Linked DNA regions of Triticum aestivum: region 2 is linked to region 1. Evidence: chromatin contacts called from public Hi-C data. All regions are on one chromosome and are shown on one strand. Each heading gives the region's core, a stretch centred on a gene start, on an enhancer-like site or on the middle of the called end of the contact. The rest is flanking DNA. Distances are from core to core; before and after follow the strand shown. Region 1 holds the start of LOC123045568 (disease resistance protein Pik-1). Region 2 holds the start of LOC123045569 (ferric reduction oxidase 7, chloroplastic).

Region 1 (7,031 bases), core at 3,227-5,726:
ATCACAAACAGTGTTGTCACCTCTGATACGTGCTTCCAACCAACTGCTAAAAGTCCTGATGTGTTCACATGTAATCCAGTCATCGCACTGCTCCGGGTGTTTGGAGCGCAGACTGTTCTTGTGTTCATCAACATACGGGGTCACCAAGGTAGAGCTCTGTAGAACTGTGTAGTGTGCTTGAGACCAAGAATATCCGTCCCTGCATATTATTGAGTCCCTTCCAAGCGTGCCTTTTCCAATCAGTCTCCCCTCATACCGCGATTTAGGGAGACCTATCTTCTTAAGGCCAGGAATGAAGTCAACACAAAACCCGATGACATCCTCTGTTTGATGGCCCATGGAGATGCTTCCTTCTGTCCTAGCGTGGTTACTGACATATTTCTTTAGGACTCCCATGAACCTCTCAAAGGGGTACATATTGTGTAGAAATACGGGGCCCTGAATGACAATCTCGTCAACTAGATGAACTAGGACGTGCGTCATGATATTGAAGAAGGATGGTGGGAACACCAGCTCGAAACTGACAAGACATTGCACCACATCACTCCTCAGCCTTGGTATGATTTCTGGATCGATCACCTTCTGAGAGATTGCATTGAGGAATGCACATAGCTTCACAATGGCTAATCGGACGTTTTCCGGTAGAAGCCCCCTCAATGCAACCGGAAGCAGTTGCGTCATAATCACGTGGCAGTCATGAGACTTTAGGTTCTGAAACTTTTTGTCTGCCATATTTATTATTCCTTTTATATTAGACGAGAAGCCAGTCGGGACCTTCATACTAAGCAGGCATTCAAAGAAGATTTCCTTCTCTTCTTTGGTAAGAGCATAGCTGGCAGGACCTTCATGCTGCTTTGGAGGCATGCCGTCTTTTTCGTGCAAACATTGTAGGTCCTCCCGTGCCTCAGCTGTATCTTTTGTCTTCCCATACACGCCCAAGAAGCCTAGCAGATTCACGCAAAGGTTCTTCGTACGCACGTCGATCGAAGAGCGGACCTCTAGGTCTTTCCAGTAGGGTAGGTCCCAAAATATAGATTTCTTCTTCCACATGGGTGCGTGTCCCCCAGCGTCACTCGGAACAGCTAGTGCGCCAGGACCCTTTCCAAAGATTACGTGTAAATCATTGACCATAGCAAGTACGTGATCACCGGTACGCATGGCGGGCTTCTTCCGGTGATCTGCCTTGCCTTTGAAATGCTTGCCTTTATTTCGACATTGATGGTTGGTCGGAAGAAATCGACGATGGCCCATGTACACATTCTTCCTGCAGCTTGCCAGGTATATACTATTGGTGTCAAGTAAATAGTGCGTGCATGCATGGTATCCCTTGTTTGTCTGTCCTGAAAGGTTACTGAGAGCGGGCCAATCGTTGATGGTCACGAACAACAACGCCTTTAGGTTAAATTCCTCCTATTTGTGCTCATCCCACGTACGTACACCATTTCCATTCCACAGCTGTAAAAGTTCTTCAACTAATGGCCTTAGGTACACATCAATGTCGTTGCCGGGTTGCTTAGGGCCTTGGATGAGAACTGGCATCATAATGAACTTCCGCTTCATGCACATCCAAGGAGGAAGGCTATACATACATAGAGTCACGGGCCAGGTGCTGTGATTGCTGCTCTGCTCCCCGAAAGGATTAATGCCATCCGCGCTTAAAGCAAACCATACGTTCCTTGGCTCACTTGCAAACTCATCCCAGTACTTTCTCTCGATTTTTCTCCACTGCGACCCGTCAGCGGGTGCTCTCAACTTCCCGTCTTTCTTACGGTTCTCACTGTGCCATCGCATCAACTTGGCATGCTCTCCATTTATGAACAGACGTTCCAACCGTGGTATTATAGGAGCATACCACATCACCTTCGCAGGAACCCTCTTCCTGGGGTGCTCGCTGTCAACATCACCAGGGGCATCTCGTCTGATCTTATACCGTAATGCACCGCATACCGGGCATGCGTTCAGATCCTTGTACGCACCGCGGAAGAGGATGCAGTCATTAGGGCATGCATGTATCTTCTGCACCTCCAATCCTAGAGGGCATACGACCTTCTTTGCTGCGTATGTACTGTCGGGCAATTCGTTATCCTTTGGAAGCTTCTTCTTCAATATTTTTAGTAGCTTCTCAAATCCTTTGTCAGGCACAGCATTCTCTGCCTTCCACTGCAGCAATTCTAGTACGGTACCGAGCTTTGTGTTGCCATCTTCGCAATTGGGGTACAACCCTTTTTTGTGGTCCTCTAACATGCGATCGAACTTCAGCTTCTCCTTTTGACTTTCGCATTGCGTCCTTGCATCGACAATGACCCGACAGAGATCATCATCATCAGGCACATCGTCTGGTTCCTCTTGATCTTCAGCAGCTTCGCCCGTTGCAGCATCATCGTGCATATCGTCTGGTTCCTCTTGATGTTCAATAGCATCACCGTATTCAGTGGGCACATAGTTGTCATCGTACTCTTCTTCTTCGCCGTCTACCATCATAACCCCTATTTCTCCGTGCCTCGTCCAAACAGTGGCATGAAACCCTTGTAAAGCAGGTGGGTGTGGAGGATTTTCTGGTCAGAGTAAGACTTCGTACTCCCACATATAGGGCATGGACAACACATAAAACCATTCTGCTTGTTTGCCTCAGCCACTTCGAGAAAATCATGCACACCCTTAATGTACTCGGAGGTGTGTCTTGAACCGTACATCCATTGCCGGTTCATCTGCGTGCATTATATATAATTAAGTGTGTCAAAAATCATTACAGAATATCATGAATAGATAATTAAGTGACCAAATTAATAGAAGTTCATCATCACATTAAAACCAAAGTACATACATAGTTCTCATCTAACAACATAAAGCTCTGTAGAGCATCTAAAATAATTAAACCATACACTGAAACTATGTAAAACATTTCAATGCGAAAAAAATGCGATCATAATCGCAACCAATGTAACAACTGATCCAACGGCATAATGATACCAAGCCTCGGTATGAATGGCATATTTTCTAATCTTTCTAATCTTCAAGCGCATTGCATCCATCTTGATCTTGTGATCATCGACGACATCTGCAACATGCAACTCCAATATCATCTTCTCCTCCTCAATTTTTCTAATTTTTTCCTTCAACAAATTGTTTTCTTCTTCAACTAAATTTAACCTCTCGACAATAGGGTCGGTTGGAATTTCCGGTTCAACAACCTCCTAGATAAATAAAATCTATGTCACTTTGGTCGGCATAATTGTCATAAACAATAAATGAACCAATAGTTATGAAAAGATAATATATACCACATCTGAATCATAGACAGGACGAGGGCCGACGGGGGCGGATACCAAAACCATCGCACTATATAAGATGCAATAATAAAAGTAAGAAAATTATACAAGTATCTAAATAAACATACAAGTAAGAGTTTTTTTTTCCTTTCAGAAAGAAGATAAGAACAAGAGGCTCACCACGGTGGTGCCGGCGACGAGATCGGCGCGGGTGATCGACGGCGGTGAAGACGGGGACGGGACGTGACAGACCGCTAAACCTAGACAAATATTGAAAAAAATGGAGCTTGGAGGTGGAGCTTGGAGAGGAGAAAGCTTAAGTAGTGTGGCTCGGGCATTCCATCGAACACCTCGTGTGCATAGGAGGTGAGCTAGAGCACCACAAAGCTTTCTCCTCGCCGGCCACGAAAAACAGAGCAGTGAGAGTGCTCTGCTCGCGGGGTATATATAGGCAATTAATTGGTCCCGGTTCGTGGCTTGAACCGGGACTAAAGGGAAGCCTTTGGTCCCGGTTCAGGCCACCAACCGGGACAAATGGTGGTGGGTCAGGAGCAAGGCACATTGGTCCCGGTTCGTCCCACCAACCGGGACCAAAAGGTCCAGACGAACCGAGACCAATGGCCCACGTGGCCCGGCCGGCCCCCGGGGCTAACGAACCGGGTCCAATGCCCCCATTGGTCCCGGTTCTGAATTGAACCGGGACTAATGGGCTGACCCGGCCTGGACCATTGCCCCCTTTTCTACTAGTGCTGAGAAATAAAAAAAAGCTAAAATCTTGAATTGTATGAAGCATGGTTGTTTTCTTGAAGTTTCTGAAGGAATGTATACCATTGACTGAGAGGAATCATTCATTCCATTAGAATGGGAGTTCTTAGAGGGAATTCGGCAGAGTGTAAGTACACATAAGAGGTGTGTTTTTATTAACAGAGGAAGGCGAGAGCACGACACTTCTACAGGAAAAAGAAAGAAAATGGAATAAAAAGATGAAAAACTAAAGAGAAAAATGCTATGATCCCATGATAAGATGTCGGCCACCAGCGAGGGCCCACATGAGCAAACCTATAGTACGTAGATCCTAAGACACATAATATTTGATTAAGGGACATAATTGGATTAGAAGTTCAGATTAGAAATGTTTCTTAAAGTAGTGCATCATAGCCCGTAGCATCACACGGGGTACGCAGACCCGCACCACCCACTCCCCCACCCCACCCATCTATCAGATCTTGATTCCCTTCCCTAAAAAAAAATCTTGATTCCCAGCGTCCAGATCCAGCCGGCTCTCCCGTCCGTGCATTGAGAAGTCAAAGGAAGACTCCCAGCATGCTCCACCAGACACAGCTCGACCTTGTCCCCAAGAAGGCCGACTGACAGTCTTGTATAGTAGAGAGGGACGAAACCAAGAATAGTCTCTTCCTAGCTCCTGCGCGCATCGGCCATGGTTCAAGGCTTCAATCTAGATCTGTCGGAACTGAATGGTGATCATCGTGTTGCATCCATTATATAGGTAATATATATTCTACTGTGTTATTAGTCTATTTGCTGGTTCCGAGTTTCTTTCGTCTTCTTCGGAACAACAATTAGTTCTAATTTAATTTCTTTCCAATCCCTCTCCGACTATCCGACCACCTCCAGCTGGAGTGTCGATCGGATTGCGAGAGAGTTATGGGGGCGGTGGCCGCTTCCGAGCAGAGGGCGAAGAAAACGATGAAGGAAGCATTAGAGGAGATAGAGCCGCTCCCCTGGAGGATGTCCGAACTGCTGCAGTACCATAGCGGGCGGCGCCTCAGTGCTGCCGATGACCGAATATTACAGATTTTCCGGCTCGTTGTGGTCGAGCTGAGAGACATCGCAGCATCACTGGACCAGCTTCTGCCACTGCTGGATCTCAGACCGTACCATGTCGAGAACTATGAGCTGTGGCTGCTCAAGTTGAGGAATCTGGCTCGATATATCGGGAACCACCTCGATAAGTACGAGCGTTTCATCACAAGAAAAGAACAGGAAACGTATGTGCGAACTGCCTGCTTCCGTTGTGATTCAGAGTTCCGGTTACCGCATCCGGATGTAACGCGACTCATCGAGGAAGAGCTTTCCTGGATCAACGGACAACCTTACAGGTACGAGCATCTTATGTTGGCCGGAGATGACGATAGTATCCCCTTAAGTGGGATGCCGCAGCTGCAACCCTACGCGACGGAGGCCGGGACCGTTGCACGCGGGGACCTTCTTGTTGGCATCGAGAGCACCAGAAAGAAGCTGCTCAGGTGGTTCACGCCCGCCCAGGAAGACAACATGGCTCTCAGTATCGTGTCCATGGTTGGACCCGCTGGGGTGGGGAAAACGGCTCTTGCCAATGAGCTCTACCGACACCTCCAACAAATCGGAGGTGATGGACCCTACTTCGAGTGCTACGCTTTGGCCAATGTGTCCCCGAGGCCTTGCATCAAGGTGCTTCTGAGACACATTCTCTGCCAGATCGACAAACAAGCAGCTATAGCACCAGCGTCGATATCCACGGGGACATCCGAAATCACCATGTCAGAAGACGGCGAGGACCAGGATGAGCAGGAGCTGGTTCGCAACATTGATCAGTACCTTCAAGACCGCAGGTAACTTGATCAGTCACTTGCTACCTTAACTTCCATTTCTATCTCACACTATAATTCACCTATGCTCTAATTCAATAAAAGGTAATTTGATATTGCGATTATAAATTTTGACAGAGGGGGTTCACATCTCTCTCCTTTTTTTTCTGTTAGAAAAATAATGTTGTACATCCTTTTTTACTTGATTAGAAGTTTTTTTAGTCAGTTTGTAACAAGTAAATTGAAATGCGTACTAAATAACTAGTACGTACTACAAACTTGAGAACTATATATCTTTTTAATAGATAACCGATTTTTGTAGTCATTCTTAAGCAAAATCAGAGTAACCACATTCTTTAGTAGTGGAAGGTCATCTTGCGCCCTCTTCATCTTTAGAGCGGACCTTCATGGTTTTATTACGTGGGTTTGCCAAACGTGACAACTGGCCGAAACAATGTACCTTCAACAGACTGCGCTAAAAAAGAGTAGCTTCAACAGACAAAAGAATTGTTAAAAGTAAGTGAAATCTTGATAATAAGATAACCTTCTACCCGGATTCCGTGAAAAAGGTTATGAAAAACTTGGAAATTTGTACTCTCCTCTTAATCTATAGAGCAACGGGAGAACTCCTGCCAGTTCCAGTCAAAGAACATGGTATTATTTAGTTCTAACCTGTATATATATAACCCACTCATGTAACGGACAGGCCCGGTCGTGATATACTGGGGGCCTTGGGGCAGGAAAACAGTATGCCCCCTTATGTTATTTCAATGATATAGTTGTGTATTATTTTTTATTGCAAAGTAAAATAGTACTACATCATAAATACAGAATGTCGACGGACGTGGTATTTCTGAGCTCGAGCTCAAATTAGATGGGGTGAACAGTAAAAATCCAAAAAAGTATTTAAAAATTTCTGAATATTTTTTTGGGGCAAACATTGACAGATGTTTTGAGTGCTCACAAAATTTCATCAAGAAATGATATTCGTGGAAGTTGTGGCAAAAGAAAGTCGATACTCCAAAAGTGTCACTTTCAAAAGCATTTTGGAGTGGTGATTTTGTATTTTTTCCACGACTTCCATGGATGTCATGAATTTCATGACGAAATTTTCCAAGCACTCAAAATATTTATCAAAGTTTGTCACGAAAAATGTTAGAATTTTTTTAATTTG
Region 2 (7,208 bases), core at 2,463-4,962, 590 kb after region 1:
CCACGTTCTCTAGCACCAACCTCAGCTCGACATGAATTGAGTCCTCTGAGCAAGAATCGCGTTGCCTACGTTGTTACTGATGCCTCCTCCTTGAGGTCCTTGAGCTTGGCGCATGAGTCCTCATGCTCCATGACGACAATATCTAAAGATTCCACCAGCCCGGAGTTGTTGGTGAGCAACAAGTCAATGGTGACCGTCTCGTCTCCGGTTGTCGACTCCACTCTTGTGCAATGATCGTGCATGTGCCACAATCGTCGCTCGCCTTTTTTGTGATTCACCCTGAGCTCATAGATGGTCGCCATCGCCTCCAAAACCTCTTGCTTGCAGTCCATGCGGGCCATGATGATGAGGTGTGCCAAGTATTTCTACAAGACCTCTTGATTTAACCGCCACAAGCAATCACAATCTTACGATAGCCGTCTGAGCTTGAAAATATGGGTCCCCACCACGAAGGAGAGCTTGGTCAGTTGTGCATGGGTGTCGTGGATCTATGCTAACGCTTGCCATGGGCTCCTCGGCCTCCTTCATTGCCTGCTTCTTGGAGTTCCTAGAGGACCAGAGCTGCTCCTTGATCTTCTCAAGCCCGTCTTGCAGATGCGAGGGCATGGACCCTAGCTCTGGTAGCTTCATTGACGATCTCCTCTTCTCATGTTCACACTCAATAAAAATATATGAAGCATTGGTGGTGAGAATAAAGTTGAGGAAGGGGTGTGATTGTTGTTATTGCATAATGTTGGTGGAACAAAACACAAAACACACAAGAGAACAATTAATTGCCATCCATAGATGGTGTGGAAAACATATAGTACAATACATTTACATCCATCCAGCTTGTTGAGGCCGTAAAATTTAGTCCCTAAACTCAGACAATGTTTCATTTTGGTCCTCACGCTTGCTAGGGTCTGTATGTTGTCCTCTGTACATTTCTCATTTGTATCGAGTTAATGTGGCCTATATGCTCAGCCGAATGTGGTGTATCAACATAGATAGGAAGGCTAGTATAAGATGTGGATGCATTGAATTATGAAGAACCTACATTATTTTCATAGTGGCTATATATGCAATGAAGTTTTTGAGAGAATTCCAGTCTTTTACCTCTAAGTTGCTACTTGTGACACTTTTTTAGCTTATCTAGCACACATTAAAAAATCCCTCCATGATACCCCATTTAATCAAGTTTGTTCCAGTTTTTACCAATTTCAAAATTTTGCCCATTCTATCAAGTAGGGTTTGCCTTCGGTCCGACGCAGCCATGAGTCAAATGCTAGATAGGTGGCACATCATTCCTTGGGGGCGCTTCCAGGAGCGACAAATGGGGCACATGGCGAGTTGGTTAAGGACAATCAACTTGGTATACTCTTCCCGCACCTCTTAAATTGTTTCTCACTTTCATCGCGTGCGAAGGTTGGTGTTTCTAGAGCAGCGACGCTAGAGGCAAAATGGCAATAGAGGAAGTGGTGACGATAACTGATGTTGATGTGCGATCGACACTATGGTTGCTCTATTAGTTTACATGGGACACGGGGTGCACGAAGAGGTCGACACAAAGGAAGCCGAAGGGGGTTGTGTTGCTGAACCATGCTCATTCTTTCACCGGCATATCACACTCAGGCGATGACTAGCCCCTACCGCCTCACAATACCCCATGTTTAAACAAAAATGTCCGGCCCTAGTAGCGGCAACTAGCCGGGATAAAGCTCACCATGCACCCCCATCAGCAGTCTAAAATGTTGTGTTGATTGGAAGACCCCAACGAATCTGGCATTTGAATCCACACGCCACACCAGACTGGCAGTGGGACCCACCTGATAGACCGGAGCAAAATTTTAGAAGGGGTAAAAAATAGAAGCAACTTGCGTTTGTAGGACTTTCTGTTAAACAAGACAATAAGTGTCACAAACTACAACTTAAAGGTCATTTTTCTTAAAGGAGTATTAATCAACCGCAAATATTCTTTTTTTTCTAGATGGACCAATGGCAAATGTTTACCTGTTCTAAAAGTGAGGATAGTGGAGAGGATGGTCATCCGTTTCCTTCTTCTTTTCGACACTTACCTTGTTGTCTTCTCGACATAGTTTTCTCTTTCATTTATGGTTTTGTACTCTTCACTTCTTCTCGACAACGTGGTCGGTGGCGGAGACGACGTTCGGCATGGATCCCGGGGCGAAGGCACTGGAAGGTGGCGGCAGGTGAAGCTCAGGCTGCCCACGACGGCATGGCGTGGTGTTGTCCCTGTCCAAGGTGGATCTGCACCAGTGATCTGGTGGCTTTAGCTCTGAATTGGTTTGGATCAGAGATGGTGACGAGCGTGCGGGAGACCTCTCGGCGGCTCTCGTGGTTGGGTGAGGCTGGGTGGCAGCCCTCCTCCCAGGCTCCGGTGGTGGCACTCACAGGCAGTTGCCGATGTGCCAGGGCTCCCATGGTGGCAGTGCTGATGTGGATGGTCGCCGGATCTAGATGGCTAGATTTGGGGCTTTGGAGGCGGCTGGGACTGTGCACAGGTTGTCGGTTGGATTTCTTGAGACAGGTCCGGGTGAAAACCTAGTCTTCGGTTGGTGGCCGGAGCCGGTGATGGTGACGCCCTTGGCATCGTTTCCTTCATGAAGGCATCATCGAGGTGGAGCTTCCAACTCCTCCCGCTACCTCCGGGGGAAACCCTTGATTAGTTGATCGGATGATGGCGGCGCTCTTTGTGTCGTTCCCTCCTTGGGGGCGTCATTCTTGGATGTGTGCATTGGCTTGAGGGACCAGTGGATGGTTTTAGCGGTGGAGCGGTGTTTCATGTCATGCATCGACGATGCGGAGTCTCGGCGGCGTGGCGCAGCAGGGTCTCGGTGACGGATGTGATGATGGACGCACGTAGGGAGGTGGCGTTGTCTGGCGCCCTAGTGGCGTCGACGGCAGGCCTGGCAATCGATGCGGCAGTACCTGCTCTGAAGATGGATCGATGAAAGACGGCGGCGGGGGCCTCTGAAAGGGCGCCAGACCGATGTGTGCCCCAGACCCGGCAGTGTGGCTTGGTTGGCGCCTCAGATTTTAGATGTTAGACTTTGACGCGAGGTTTGTTTGGTATTTGGCTCAGACTTTCGACACCCCTTCATGAGTTGGATAGGAATAGCGACAAATATTGCCAAGAAGGTGGCTTCGGACTCACTGATGTATTACTTTATAACGTCTTTGTGGATAAGTAATAAAATGGTTGCATGCCCTTTAAAAAAACTTCTTCTAATTTTAAAAAAACTTCTTCTTAATTAAATGAAAACAACGTTGCTGTCTTTCGTAAAAAGAAATAAAGAAAATAAAAACAGTGTACATCTTATCCACGGGAAAAAAACGGTTGGATCTCTGAGACTGCACCCGCCTATGATTATCTTTCTATTGGTTTTTCTGTTCTCCTACAGTAGGATGTACGTAGTAGGTACCATGTTTATCTGTTCTGATTTCACGGTTATCCAGCTCTGTTCTGGCACACACGCTGGTTGTGTGGCTCGCCGCTTCTCTACACCGACGTTGGACGTGACCACCTGAGCAGCAGTGCGAAAGACGCATCGGTTTCACCCTCCCGGCCCCCATCCGGCGATCGCCGTCGCCATTAACAACGACCAACAGCTAGCAATATATCTATTGAAATCTATTCACGCCTAAAGAAAATACTATATTTTTATCCATGGCGCTGGCGTCGCGTATGCATGCTGCTGCTGCACGCTCCCACCCCAACCCCGCAACCCGTCCGTCGCAGTCGCCGTTACCAGCGAGACCCTCGTACGCCGAGTTCTGGACCGTATAAAGCAGCGGGTCCTGGCACAGAGAGACCCATAGCCAGACCTCCCTCCCGCCGGTTCACTCCACCCCCCCTCGCAGCCACCATGACCCAAGAACGGGAGCCGCTCCTGCAGCAAAACGGGGGCGTCGGCAATGCCGCCGCCGGGAGCAAGGGCTCGCCGGCCGTTCTGCCGTCCCTGGCCAGGTCCGTGCTCAAGTTCCTCATGTGGGCGGTGTTCCTCACCTGGGCCGCGGGGATCTTCTTCTACCCCACCGCGCCCGTGCAGACGGCGTTCCGCAAGTGGGCGGACATCACCAGCACGGAGGGCCTGATCACCGGCCTCACTGGTACGCAGCCTCCAAGAATTCTGCCCCCTCTTATCTGAGGCAGGGGAAAGTAGGTGATCGCTCTGGAGACGGGTTCGTTCGTACTAATTGGGGTTCCCCTTTCCCTTTCTCGCCTCTCGCAGGGACCGTTTTTCTTTTCTTCAGCGGGCCGATTCTGCTAATTGCAGCTCTGGCATATGTGTACATCTTCGCCTTCCCGGGTGATCACGTCCAGTGAGTATTCCTCCTTGTGTGAATTTTGCGGCAATTTGGTGCTTTCAGTTCATTTATTTAGAGAGTATTCAGATGAGCCCTTTCTTTCCCTGAATTGATAGAGTACCTGCACTAAAAATTCAGAGTATCTTTTTTTATTCAAGCACTGGATTCTCTGGATATATTAGCAAAATCTTGCAACTGCAGTCCAATTCTCGTATAAGGTGTTATTGCAGGAGTTACACAGGCTTTGCTCATTTTGACATGAAAACAGCACGATGAACTGAACCACCATAGAAAATCGAACTAACAAAATAGTACTCCATCTGTTCACAAATATGACATGTTTTGACTGAAATGAGTGACCAAACACACTAAAAGTGTCTATATACATCTGATTCACAAAAAGGTTACTAGAACATATTTTATTTGTGAACGGAGAGAGTAGTGTAGTGGTCTGCCTCATGCTGCCATCGCTAATTATGTACCTGCTCTTTGCTACCAGAAAGAAGAAGCTGAGGTCACTGAGTTTCCGTCTCTGGACTTTTCCGGTTCTTGTTGATGGTCCACTCGGTGTTGTCTCCGCTGTTGAGTTTATCGGAATCGTCTTGTTCATCGTCTATATTGTCTTCTCGATGACCTATTATGTTGTAGACAGTGTGAGCTTCATCTCCAAAGCGCACTTGCCCCCAACTACTCGCAGGTATGTTGTATTATGAAACCTGTTAAGTGAGAAATGTTTCATGCCAGTACTGATCGACTAATCCTCTTCTTATCCTTACAGTTACCGAGCATGAAAAATACCAAATTATATTTTTATTTAGTGATAGTACCATATTATTCTCATCACTGCGGCTAAAGTAATGAAGATGGTATAGATTTTGGCGTCAGTACATTATTAAGCCTCAAGTATTAGTTAGTACTTGTAGGGGTTAAGTTTTATGTGGTTCAAGCTGAAGTTATTACGTTCAGAAAAAGATTGGTGGAGGATAGATCATTGTATGGTCATTTTTAGAGCCATCACTTCGTTGACGTGGAAATCAAAATGGAACATACACATATATCTGCAGTAACTTAAATTCGTGATCTGTATACGTCAAATACATATTGATATGAGTTGATGGTACCTTGTTGTCCTGTAACTGATTCAGAATGCTCAGTTGACATGCTACTACTGAGACTGATGATATTGCTGAAACATAGCGTATAGAATAGTATAGAATTAGTTACCATCTCAACACAGTTCTAAGACGGCATAAGTTTTGCCTTGCAGTGAGTTGTTACTGGCTCTCATAGGCCTCCGTTTCGGATCAGTTGGCTTGTTTTGCATGATCTTCCTGTTCCTGCCCGTCTCAAGGGGTTCAGTTCTTCTCCGGCTTATCGACATTCCATTTGAGCATGCTACTAGATACCATGTCTGGTTGGGGCATCTCACAATGGCTCTCTTTACGCTGCACGGCTTGTGTTATGTGATCTCATGGTCCCTCCTGGGGCGCCTAATTGAAGAAGTAAGTTCAAAAAATATACAGAACAATTTAGAGTGATAATTTGCTATTGCCAATTTTGTCATGTGTGATTGTCATATTGTTACTGCAAACAAGCGACCAGAATGTGCTGAAAATAATAGACCGACCATATGTGACTGAAAACTATTTTATGTCTGAAAGAAAGTATGCAAATCTATTTTTGACGGTTAAGTACGCAAATTTGGACTGAGGGCATATTAACATGTTTGTTGTAAGCGTTCTCCATCCATCTTAGAACCTATTAATGGTACTCTTGGCCTTATTGATAGCTGATCCAATGGAAAGAAGTCGGAATAGCAAACTTAGCCGGCGTGATCAGCTTGGCGGCTGGTCTGCTGATGTGGGTGACATCGCTTCACCCGGTACGGAAGAGGTTCTTCGAGCTCTTCTTCTACACCCACCAGCTCTACGTGGTTTTCGTGGTGTTCTTGGTGCTCCACGTCGGCGACTTCGTCTTCAGCATCTCGGCCGGCGCTGTCTTCCTCTTCATGCTCGACCGCTTCCTGAGGTTCTGGCAATCGAGGACCAAAGTCGACATCGTTTCTGCGGCCTGCCGGCCATGCGGAACGGTGGAGCTAGTCTTCTCAAAGCCACCAAGTATGTCAAGATCTCGGTCGATCAAGATTCATTCCCTGCATGAAGTTCATGAGTGTTTGGTTACTGTCACTACAAACTCACTGAGAGTATACATATACAATTGTGTGTGGATTTCTGCAGGTCTTCGGTACAATGCTCTCAGTTTCATCTTTGTTCAAGTGCGTGAGCTGTCGTTCTTGCAGTGGCACCCGTTCAGCGTGTCCTCCAGCCCTATGGATGGGAGGTACCACATGTCGATCCTCATAAAGGTTCTTGGCACATGGACTGATACGCTGAAGCGCATCATCGCCGATGTCCAAGAGCAGAAGACCAGGAGCGACTCTGACTCTGATCAGTCGCAAACTGGTCGCATTACCGCCTCCATCGAAGGGCCGTATGGGCACGAATCACCCTACCACCTGATGTAAGTTCTTCAGTTTGTCTTTCTTCGGTTAAGTGATTCAGACACCATTGGGAAAAGTTCAAGTCAATACTTTGTTTGCATTGTGTGTGCTTTCAGGTATGAGAATCTCATCCTGGTGGCAGGAGGCATTGGCATTTCGCCATTCTTGGCAATTTTGAGCGATATTATCCACAGGATCGGGCAAGGTATGCCATGCGCGCCCAAGAATGTACTGGTTCTGTGGTCAGTTAAGAAGACCTCGGAGCTTTCTCTCCTGTTGGCCGTCGATGCTCAGTCCATCAGCTCATCCGTCTGTGACAAGTTGCATCTGGACATCCAAGCCTTTGTGACGCAGGAATCCGATCCTCCACTGGTAAGACCATTTACTCCATCGTTGATGA

The links. A called contact is a pair of places that touch in the nucleus more often than the background predicts.
Region 2: a contact with region 1 is called in a Hi-C map of an unstated tissue, with 6 times the contacts expected there. The contact joins the promoter of LOC123045569 here to the promoter of LOC123045568 in region 1. A contact is called at or near these places in 3 of 5 Hi-C or Micro-C datasets (leaf and an unstated tissue).

The regions. Positions count from the first base shown.
Region 1 is chr2B:481,910,672-481,917,702 of IWGSC CS RefSeq v2.1, forward strand. LOC123045568 (disease resistance protein Pik-1) reads left to right here and starts at 4,477. Exons shown (of 3, transcript XM_044468676.1): 1 at 4,477-4,776; 2 at 4,905-5,881. The coding sequence starts at 4,935.
Region 2 is chr2B:482,502,705-482,509,912 of IWGSC CS RefSeq v2.1, forward strand. LOC123045569 (ferric reduction oxidase 7, chloroplastic) reads left to right here and starts at 3,713. Exons shown (of 9, transcript XM_044468678.1): 1 at 3,713-4,110; 2 at 4,233-4,323; 3 at 4,808-5,005; 4 at 5,576-5,810; 5 at 6,098-6,425; 6 at 6,546-6,828; 7 at 6,925-7,180. The coding sequence starts at 3,867.